Linked DNA regions of Bombyx mori: region 1 is linked to region 2. A link is a contact called in public Hi-C data. All regions are on one chromosome and are shown on one strand. Each heading gives the region's core, a stretch centred on a gene start, on an enhancer-like site or on the middle of the called end of the contact. The rest is flanking DNA. Distances are from core to core; before and after follow the strand shown. Region 1 overlaps LOC101737318 (transducin beta-like protein 2). Region 2 overlaps LOC101737170 (tripartite motif-containing protein 2).

Region 1 (4,947 bases), core at 1,699-4,198, 71 kb before region 2:
TTTACGTTGTAGATGTCTATGGGCTCCAGTAACCGCTTAACACCAGGTGGGCTGTGAGCTCGTCCACCCATATCACTACATACATAGTATAAAACAAAGTAGTTTTCTCTGTCCCTATATCTGTCTGTCCCTATGTATGCTTAAATCTTTAAAACTACGCAACGGATTTTGATGCCGTTTTTTTAATAGATAGACTGATTGAAGAGGAAGGTTTATATGTATAATAACATCCATTAAATAGTGGAGAAATCAATAATAAATTACAGTTTCCGAAGCGAAGCGAGGGCGGGTCGCTAGTAAGCAATAAAAAAAATAGGAAGCGGTTTTAGTAGGCCGCTATATGTGAGATTGAATCGGATATACTCCTCATTTGTATGTATCGTCATGTGGTGACCTTCCATTGTTTCGTTTCTGTAAATAGGCGGTGTTTAGTACGCGGACACGCTAATTTGGCGTGCACGAGCCCGCGTCCCGCGGATGCTGCGCCAGCGCGAATCGAAAGCGAAAGGAGTAATTTTACGAACAAAAGCTCTGTCTAAACGGATGCGGCCCGTTAAATAGTTCCGCTTGCCGACATGTAACTGTAATATTATGAAAGCGTAAAAGTTTCATTCCCAACGTTAATATTGTTTTTGCGTACAGCATACAGTGCGCGTTTGTGATGATGACGTTTATTTAAAATTAACATACACTGTCGGTTATCAATTGTAACTAGATGATATTTTTTTTTTGATAACGCCATCTTTTTGTTTCTTTAAAGCGTTTAGTTGCCCTCAATTAAGAAAAACAGTAGTATTATTATTCGCCAATACATGTCGGGAAGAGTTGTTTATTGAAAACACGAATAAAACAATATTTTCTGAAAATAAATCGTAGCTAGATCGATTTATCGCCCCCGAAATCCCTGTATACTAAATTTTATGAAAATCGTTGGAGCCATTTCCGAGATTCAGATTATATATACAAGAATTGCTCGTTTAAAGGTATAAGATATCTTGGTGGACAGTGCCCGTATAGTTCGCAGGTTTGCCGGCCGATTGTTGCCCACCTCACCGGAGTGTGTCCTGCCGTCCTAGCGGGCGAGACAGTATTTGATACAATAATAATAATAAGACAAGTCACACAAGGTCATCTGGCTCTGGATGTACACACATATAGAAATTAAACATTTTGACAAAGTGAAAACAAACTGATTCATCACGCGAATGTTTGCTCAATGCGGAAATCAAACCCACGACCCTCGGTCCGGCAGTTAGAGGCGCTTACTACCCTCGGAATTAGTCAGAGTTAAATCATCGTTGTTATTATAATTTCTAGTTCGGAAAGAGGCGTGTGGTAGTGATATAATTCCGATGTCGGATGAAGTGATATAATGTATGCGCGCGACGCGGCGCCCCGGACTACTTTCTCTTGAATTCGGTCGCGAAAGTTGTCTCACGACGCACTTTCTACCTCTGCACTTGGGTTTGTTTTGTTTTGATATTATCGGCGTTATCCAATATTACACTTTTTTTTTTACTATGAAAACGTGCAAGTGACGCTCTCTGCAAATGTCACTTGGCGAAACACGATAATTAAATAAAGTTGGATTATCGTGAAATCGCTGTGGTATTTTATCGTTTTTGCACGATATTTGTTTTACGCATATTCGATAAAATAACGATTATTGGTGATTATTACTAAATATTAATAAAATATCAAATACATGCTCATTCGTTGAAACGACATGCCAGCCACAGCTACAGATATCGGACGTAAATCACGCAAAAGAATACTAGAAAACTCCACTGACGCATCAACAACTGTATCTAGAATTAAATCATAAGCGATGAACGCTCAGAAAACAAAGACAGTAGAAACTTTTTGATGTATTTATATACTTTTTTCGTGGTCGCCAATTTGTCATTGAAAACAAAGATTATTGTATAATCGTACTAAAAATAGGTCACGCAGTTTGAGTCATAGAAATCAATAAACTAAGTAGTAATATAATATTTATTCGTTTGTACATTTTAGCTATAAATTAATATAGGAAAGCCTAGGTGAAATGACTAGATAACATTCATAACATAACAAGCACAGGCTACTTTCACCGTTGGCACATTTGGCTTTGACTATTGACTATATTATCCAATCGAATAACGAACGCTATGAGATAGAAATTTCGTAATTCAACAAGGAAAGAAGCGTCTGGAAGTATTCCTCTCGACGGAACTCTGATTTTCATGACGTGAACTTTTAGTAGTATGTACTCTGCGATTCATCTATTTACCTACCTTATTGTGTAAAGTTCAAATCCGGGTATCGACCTTTAAAATTAAACCTCCATGTTCGAATTGTAACGGTGAATGGTTAATAAATAACTGAGCTAAGTAAATTACGTTTTAATATCGAAAAGAAATACATTAAATATATTTATACACGGATAATTTAAAAAAAAAAAAAAAAAAAAAGAGTTTGTTATTATTACTCGTTGATAGTGCCGTTATTTTTCTGAATCGTAGTAATTTACTATGTAAACACAATGTTGCGATTGTCTGGCGTTGTAGGTATTGTCGACCACGTGGTATTTGATTTGATTAAAATTGCGCATGCGCTTAAAACGAGCTATCACGACCACGTGCTCCTAATCGCAATAATATCGTACTACTATATTATTACCTATTCATTAATTTAGTGAACGCGCTTATGAGCTCAATGAACTTTTGTTCGTTCTATTGACATTACTAAGACGTATTTTTTTTTAATTTGCTTAACGTAAAAACATCACAATTAATTATGTTTTATTTATAATTAATTTATGAAGCAACTGGAAAACGCAAAACCTTTAAAATTAAATGCTTTTTCATTAATACTTCAAGACACTGCTCATACTGCTGCCATCTATTGATGTTTTAAAGCGACTTTTTAAGGTCGCAGTGATTATGTTAAGGCCGTTTAGCAAGATGGCGCCAGTTGTAAACATTACAATAGAAACATCTAAAATGAAATTGTTATTATTCTACAACAGTATAGTAGTACAGAATTATGTTTTGTTATAACATACTTTAATATATGATAGAAGACTATATGATAGAAATAGTATATGATAGAAGAGTATGGAAGGAGAAAATATGTAGCGCCGACCCCAGGTAACTGGGAGAAGGGCAGGATAATGATAAATAATGATACTTTATTAACAATAATACTATTAAATGCTGGAAGCCTGCACTGTCTATACTATTCTCTTATCTATTGTTGCTCCGAGATTTTTGTAGTTTTGAGTTCCGGTCTGAAAAGTTTCAATCCTCAATGATTCCAATTCTATTGAGAAGTTCCGAATTGAAGCCACAGCCCACTTTGGAATAAGGCTCAGGGCTACTAACTGACCTTCGTTAATGGTCTTGTACATCTCAGTGACCGCTTAACACATGGCGAAACGTGAGTTCGTCCCCCAATATAGGTCCGTAAAAACTAAAATCATGAACCGAAATTGAGAATTTATTAATTTACTCATAATAATGTTCCACAATTTGATTCCTCGCTCTATCTCTTAGTACAGTCAAAACAAAAATAACATGTTATATAAAAACCGTCTGAACAAAGGAAAAAAATTTGTCACAATTAACTAATTCAAGGATACCGGTATTGATCAAAACTAGGAAAAGAGTAAACGTAAGAGGCCTTTTGTCTCCAAAAACCGTTGACTGCGGAAGGCGTCTGTCGGCTCCAGCCTTGTGTCTTAAAACCTATTTAGTTTATTAAAATTTTCGAAATGTAGGTTAACATGAACGAATGTTAAATAAAAATGTAAAATTAACAAAAGAGGTATTTGTCCGTTCGAAGAATATTTGTAAAAAAATATTTACCTGAAGAACCGAATTCTTTACATACTTTTGTTTGGCAATGCTTTTGCTGTATTAATATGAAATAGCCCCTTAGGCTACCAGAGAATAGGAAAGAAAAAAGAAATACCAGTATTATATTGACTTTTTTGTCAGTTTTTTTGTCCGTCAGACTTTATTTGTAGATGCTGGTTTATATTTTATTAAGTTATATTGGAAAAAAAACTTTAATAATTAAAACTAGCGTTTATTTACATATTTTCAATTCACAATTTCGGAAGTTTTGGACAATTTGTATTCTCCGTAGTCACGAACGACTGACGTTATTCGTAGATAATTGATCGACTATTTCTATTATTCGCGACACCCGAAAAAATAAATTTTACTAAAATATGTTAGTTCAAATTTTTGTCCAGATTCGGTATGACTCCACTAAGCTTAACTGTACAAAACCCGACGGTTTGTTCGTTTGCGAATCACGAAATTATGTATATATGTATATCCGACTTATGCATGAAGCAATCATATCAAATATGGTAATGCTTGGGTCGGCGAATATTCAATGTCATTACCAATGAATCATAATGTGTGTAAACTACTTATTAAACAGCTTTTAATGCGCAGACAACTATGAAAAACACCGATGTATTTGTTTCAGTTCTACTAGGTATACGTAATACTATAAGGATGTGCGTGTTCTATAATAATATTATCATTTAATGATACATGTGATGATATAATATATGATGATATAATAATATCACAGCAGAGTTGAGGTTCGCTTCTATTTTTTTTACTTTTTCTTACCTAAGCTGATAGCCTTGAGCGGCTATGTCAGCGTAATCAGGCGAGTAGGTGAGCTCACGGGGTTCAAAACGGGGGATTTGCTAACACTGGCCCTAGCAAGAGCAGAGCTTCGCAGTATCTATTACCGGATCGGAAACGCGACCCACTGAGAAGATGCGGCGAGAAACTCAGTGGGCTGTATCTATGGTTTAATTTACTCGTCGAGCCCTTCGTTGCAAGCGACGGGTTCGGCGAGGACGGTGACCGGTGCTTGAGGTACCTAAAAGCACCTTTAATGGATCTGGAGGATCCGTAATGACGTGTTTAGGGAGGTTTG
Region 2 (5,181 bases), core at 51-2,550:
AAACATGTGAAAGAAACTTTATTAAATCTGTGTTTGAGTTAAATAATTATACCAAAGTTAGTTTTTTTTTTGTAGTTTGAAAACCGGTCAATGCCATTCTTAGCTTGATCGCGTAGTATAGCGTAAGTTAGCGACCTGTAGTTAGTGCAGGTCGACTAAGGACTTTGGTGCAAGTGCTAAGTTCTGCGCCTTTCATTTGGCGCATATACATATGGCCGACATTACTATCGTTTCTCGATGCGTTTATGGACTAGCATGAAATTCGTTCGATGGTCATCTTACCAGCGTGACCCGGCTCATTCGAGAGGTCATCTGAAACAATAACCAATTAATTTTTATTTGCCTCAAATTAATGGGAGTTAGTAATAACAAGTTTAAAAGCATATTACATTGTATAACATGTTTGAAAATAAATAAATATAAGTAAATATAGGTATCATGTAGCTTGTTGACTATTTTTTAATGTTAATTGTGTTTTGGTGTGCAATAAAATTTAATTACGTTTTTATACAATTTACTGTTACCAATTAATTAAAATTTAACAAACCACTAGCAGCACTAGTTACGATTGGAATAAGTTATAGTAATGAGTATCTACTGTCTGAAATCAGACTCGATATTATATACCATATTTTATCCATGAGTTTTGAAATAATAGGAGACTGAATTATGCAAGGAATAGCGAGATGTTTCCGTCTATGTCTTTTGTGAACCAATCATACGTTCCAGTTGAAAGGTAGGACAAATCGTTATTCGGACCATAACTTCATCTCTCAAGGTAGGCACAGAAATTTACTTGTGGTCTGTACCGTCTCTGATAGGTGTTAGGTGTGACTAGGGATAAGACGTCCGGTGCATTCGTTGAGCGATGTACCGGTGTTGGAATCCCAGGCGGATACTAATTTTTCTAATGAAATACGTACTCAACAAATGTTCACGATTGACTTCCACGGTGAAGGAATAACATCGTGTAATAAAAATCAAACCCACAAAATTATAATTTACGTAATTACTGGCGGTAGGACCTCATGTGAGTGAGTGTGAGTGAGATGATTTCAAATAATTATAAGTCGTATTACGACTATTGCGGGCGACTACTAGTTAGTATAGATAACAAGCTAATTAGTCACCTTTCACCAGTAAGTGTGCAGTCTTAAGCAGTCTCCCGCCAGGTCGGCTAGCAGCACCTTCTTGTTGGGCAGCAGCGCGATGCCGGCGACCCTCCGCGGCTTCTTGTCGAGGAGCTCGCAGGCCGCCAGCGTCTTCCCGCCGCCCCCCGCCTCCAGCACCACGAGGGCGGCCCGCCCGCGCACCGAGCGAGCGCACACGATGTGCTTGCCGCTGCCGGTCTCGTCTATAGCCACCCCACCGTACACCCCTCGACCTGTAAATGAATAGAGATGTCCGTATTTTGATTATCCAATTATTATTTTTTATTTTTTGTGTTGCTTAAATGTGTGGACGAGCTAACAACTCACCTGCTGTTAGGTGGTTACTGGAGCCTATAGACATGCAACGTAAATGCCGCCACCTTGAGATATGAATTCTAAGGTCTGTTTTTTTTCCTACCTAAACTGATAGCCTTGAGAGGCTATTTCAGCGTAACCTTAACTAGTAGGTGAGCTCACGGCTCAAACCGGAGTGACGTCTCAGTATAGTTAAAGCGGCTGCTCCACCCTTCAAACCGAAACGCATTACTGCTTCACGGCAGAAATAGGCAGGGTGGTGGTACTACTACCCGTGCGGATTCACAAGAGGTCCTACCACCAGTAATTACACAAATTATAAGTTTGAGAGTTTGATTTTTATTACACGATGTTTTATACCTTCACCGTGGAAGTCAACCGTGAACAATTGTGAAGTACGTATTTCATTAAAAAAATTGGTACCCGGCTGCGGGATACGAACAATGGTGCATCGATACAAACAAATGCACCGGACGTCTTATCCTTTAGGCCACGACGACTACATAATTCGACACACCCGAACTGGCGACGTGAAGAACCGCAGTTTAAGCAAAATATATTAATATCGTTATAACCGACATCTACAACTTTGTCTAATTTAAATTTTGAGTACAGTCGTCTTTATTATAAACGAATTTGATTTACCTTTGGGGACGGGGGCCAATGTGTTTTTGAGATTTCCTTCAGAATCGTAGATCCGCACCGCCACGTCAGCTATGATGATGAGGTCTTCGGATAAAGCTAGACCACCCACTAAGCCGAGATCACCGTTGCCTATCTGCAAATATGAAACCGTCAAACATTAAAAAAAAAACATAGATTTTCGATAAACAATATAGTGTATTAATGTTGATAAAATAATAGATCGAATAGATTATCTAAACAAAACCGATACAATGGAAGTGTGTCAACAAACTTCTATCGTACCATCTTTCAGATCGTATCTGTCTCTTTAATTTATCATTGATTTAATTTACTAAATAACTGATATTTTTTTAGTTGTAAATAAACTCAATTATGACATAGATATTGAAAAAGATTCATTCATATGATTACTTTATCCGATCCCTAAAACGTGTTCACGATAAACTTACATGATGAAGGAATAACATAAATATTAACCAGTAAGTTTATAAAAAACACTAGTAAATCAGGTCATGATTCGCTTTGCTCTGACTACGGCTAATTAAATGACGTTTCATACAATTAAAAAACATACATCGATTTCTTGAAACGTTCACGTGCCTTTTTTTGTGAAGGAAGGATTACTGTTGGTCCGAAGGCCTTTCCAGTTTCACCAGGATAGATGGGCGGCAAAGGCTCAGCCAGGAGGGGTGGGATTTGCTAACAACTACCCGAGCGCCTCCAAAGGAGATCTAACAGCTTACGGACAGTTGCTTCGCGGATGCATCTACTACCGGATCGAAATTGCGACCCGCTAAGATATGGCGAAAAACACAGCGACATCTATTAGATACCCAAACCGACCAACCAAACTTACACCGCCATCTATTAGAAACTTACAAACACACACAAACAAAACTAAATCTTTGCCATATTTTACATGAAAAATATAATTATACCAATATCAATATTGTATTTGTGATTTTGACATATCGTCTTTTCGCATTAAAAGTGTACAATTTCTAAACATATTCGAAATTGAGTTAATATTCGGAATCATTCGATATCACCAGTATTTTTTTTATAAATACTGTCAAAAGAGCGTAGTTTGGTTTTAGATTTTTTTTAGTTTACCTATACTTCGACTACTATTAATACATAATTTTATCTTTCTTTAAAAGATCGATAATGTAACTGGTAAAAACAAAAAAAAACAAAAAAAATATTTTGCAATGATAATTAATATTAAAAATATCATATGTTAAACCTTTAAAACACTCTCCTGTAAAATTTAGTAAGTTTTGAGATTGTACAGTTTTGATGCGAGAAGACGATATACAACACATTTTATACAAGTTCCGTCCTTGTCGTTCGCACGCAAGAAAATCCATTCCAAAGCATGTATTTGTGGTGAAGTTTTTTTTTTAACTATTCGCTAGTAGCTTGAGAGGATATATATAGAGACCCGGACGGGGTTGAAGCTATCAACAGACGTACTTCTCTTTCGATGTTTCCGTAGCGATCGAAGACGAAGACAGTTCTGGCGCCGTTGTCGGCGACGGCCAGACGTCGCGTCGCCACGTCGGCCGCCACGCACACCGGCTCCACCAGACGATCCGAACGAATCGTTCTTAGCGTCGTACCTTCTGTGTTCACCTGAAATTTATTGTGTCGTTATTATTGTAACATTTTTTTTATCCTACCTAAGCTGAGAGCATTGAGAGGTTATATCAGCGTAACCTTAACTAGTAGGTGAGCTCACGGGGCTCAAGCCTGACGACGTTGCTAAAACGAACCCTAGCAAGAGCAGTGCTTCGCAGAATCTACCACTGGATCGGAAACGCGACCCACTGAGAAGATCCGGCGAGAAATTCAGTGGACAAGTAATCGCCAACTAACTACAGCATATTTTTGAAAGCAGATTCTTCTATTTGAGCTAAATTAGTTTAATTTTTCAGATATAAATATAAATTTTGTTCACCTCCGTGATAGTGCGAGTCCTCCAATTGACGGCGGCCACGCCCTCCGCGGTCACAGCAATGCCGGTACAACTGCGACCCGCCAGTCCTGACAATAGTCTCAAAATTTATATGAGGTTGTGAGGTTGTATGGGACTTTCTTAGGTATTCGCAAGTCGTAGACACACTTAAAGAATCTTTCACAGTTTAATCATGGTTTTTCTTTTTTTTTATTGCCCTTGTAGGCAGACGAACATACGGCCCACCTGATGGTGAGTGGTTACCGTCGCCCATGGACTTCAGCAATGCCAGGGGCAGAGCCAAGCCGCTGCCTACCGCTTAATACTCCTACTAATACTATTTTCCTGTTCTTATCTTATTATTTCCGGCGTTTCGGATACTTTACAGCTTGTTAGGTTATATCAGGTTAATGAGTAACAGGGAGATCTTAAATACAGTAAAAGTTCATCTCACAAATTCTATTGTTTACGAATGTATCCTCATATTACTTAGTTACAAGATCATCAACTTTAAACTAATCTGATTTGTGGAATTTTTGAATAGTTAAATTGTTCAAAGAGAATTATTATTATTTTAGAATTATCATTCTAATTGCCTATACAACGTATTAAGGCGTGTAAGCATATCGTAAGAAATGGGGAATACCATGAAAAAGCGAAGAGCTTGAATTTGCTTTTTTTATTTATTGCCCCTGTAGGCGACGAGGATACGGCCACCTGATGGTGAGTGGTTACCATGGCCCATGGACTTCAGCAATTGGATTGGACGAAGATCACCAATGTAGAGCCGCAGTTTCACTTGGCAACAGATAGACAAGTTCGCACTATTAACCAGCCAAGTAAACCCCGTTTTTTGTTTTCCTTATAATAATTGACAGCTTTAAAATTAATTTTCTATTATTGCAGATGTTTTGGTGGGAACGCGAGGAGTTGTGTGATTTGTTTTATTTTGTCTATTTAGTGTTCCTTCAGGTTTAAATGTGTAATAAAGGTGGTTTATTAACTGCTTAGTATCTGTGAGACAGCACAAATGTGGAAAATGAAACAAAGCCGCTGGACGTAACTTCTCGGATCCTCCAAAAAATCCACTGAAAAAGTCTCAGTAAATGACCA

What was found. Hi-C and Micro-C count contacts between places; a contact is called where the count stands out from the background.
Region 1: a contact with region 2 is called in a Hi-C map of midgut, with 1.9 times the contacts expected there. The contact joins two enhancer-like sites. A contact is called at or near these places in 2 of 7 Hi-C or Micro-C datasets (midgut and whole pupa).

Annotation. Positions count from the first base shown.
Region 1 is chr8:8,673,137-8,678,083 of ASM3026992v2, reverse strand. The region is part of intron 2 of LOC101737318 (transducin beta-like protein 2); the gene reads left to right. Among protein-coding and RNA genes, the nearest start is that of LOC101737318, 19 kb to the left of the region's middle. Within about 2 kb of position 2,948, at least 7 of the 8 cell types and tissues checked have open chromatin away from gene starts, as enhancers often do.
Region 2 is chr8:8,600,125-8,605,305 of ASM3026992v2, reverse strand. LOC101737170 (tripartite motif-containing protein 2) reads right to left here. Exons shown (of 13, transcript XM_004932073.5): 8 at 4,072-4,157; 9 at 3,588-3,746; 10 at 2,112-2,244; 11 at 1,131-1,384; 12 at 1-312. The coding sequence ends at 1,134. Among protein-coding and RNA genes, the nearest start is that of LOC101737170, 17 kb to the right of the region's middle. Within about 2 kb of position 1,300, at least 4 of the 8 cell types and tissues checked have open chromatin away from gene starts, as enhancers often do.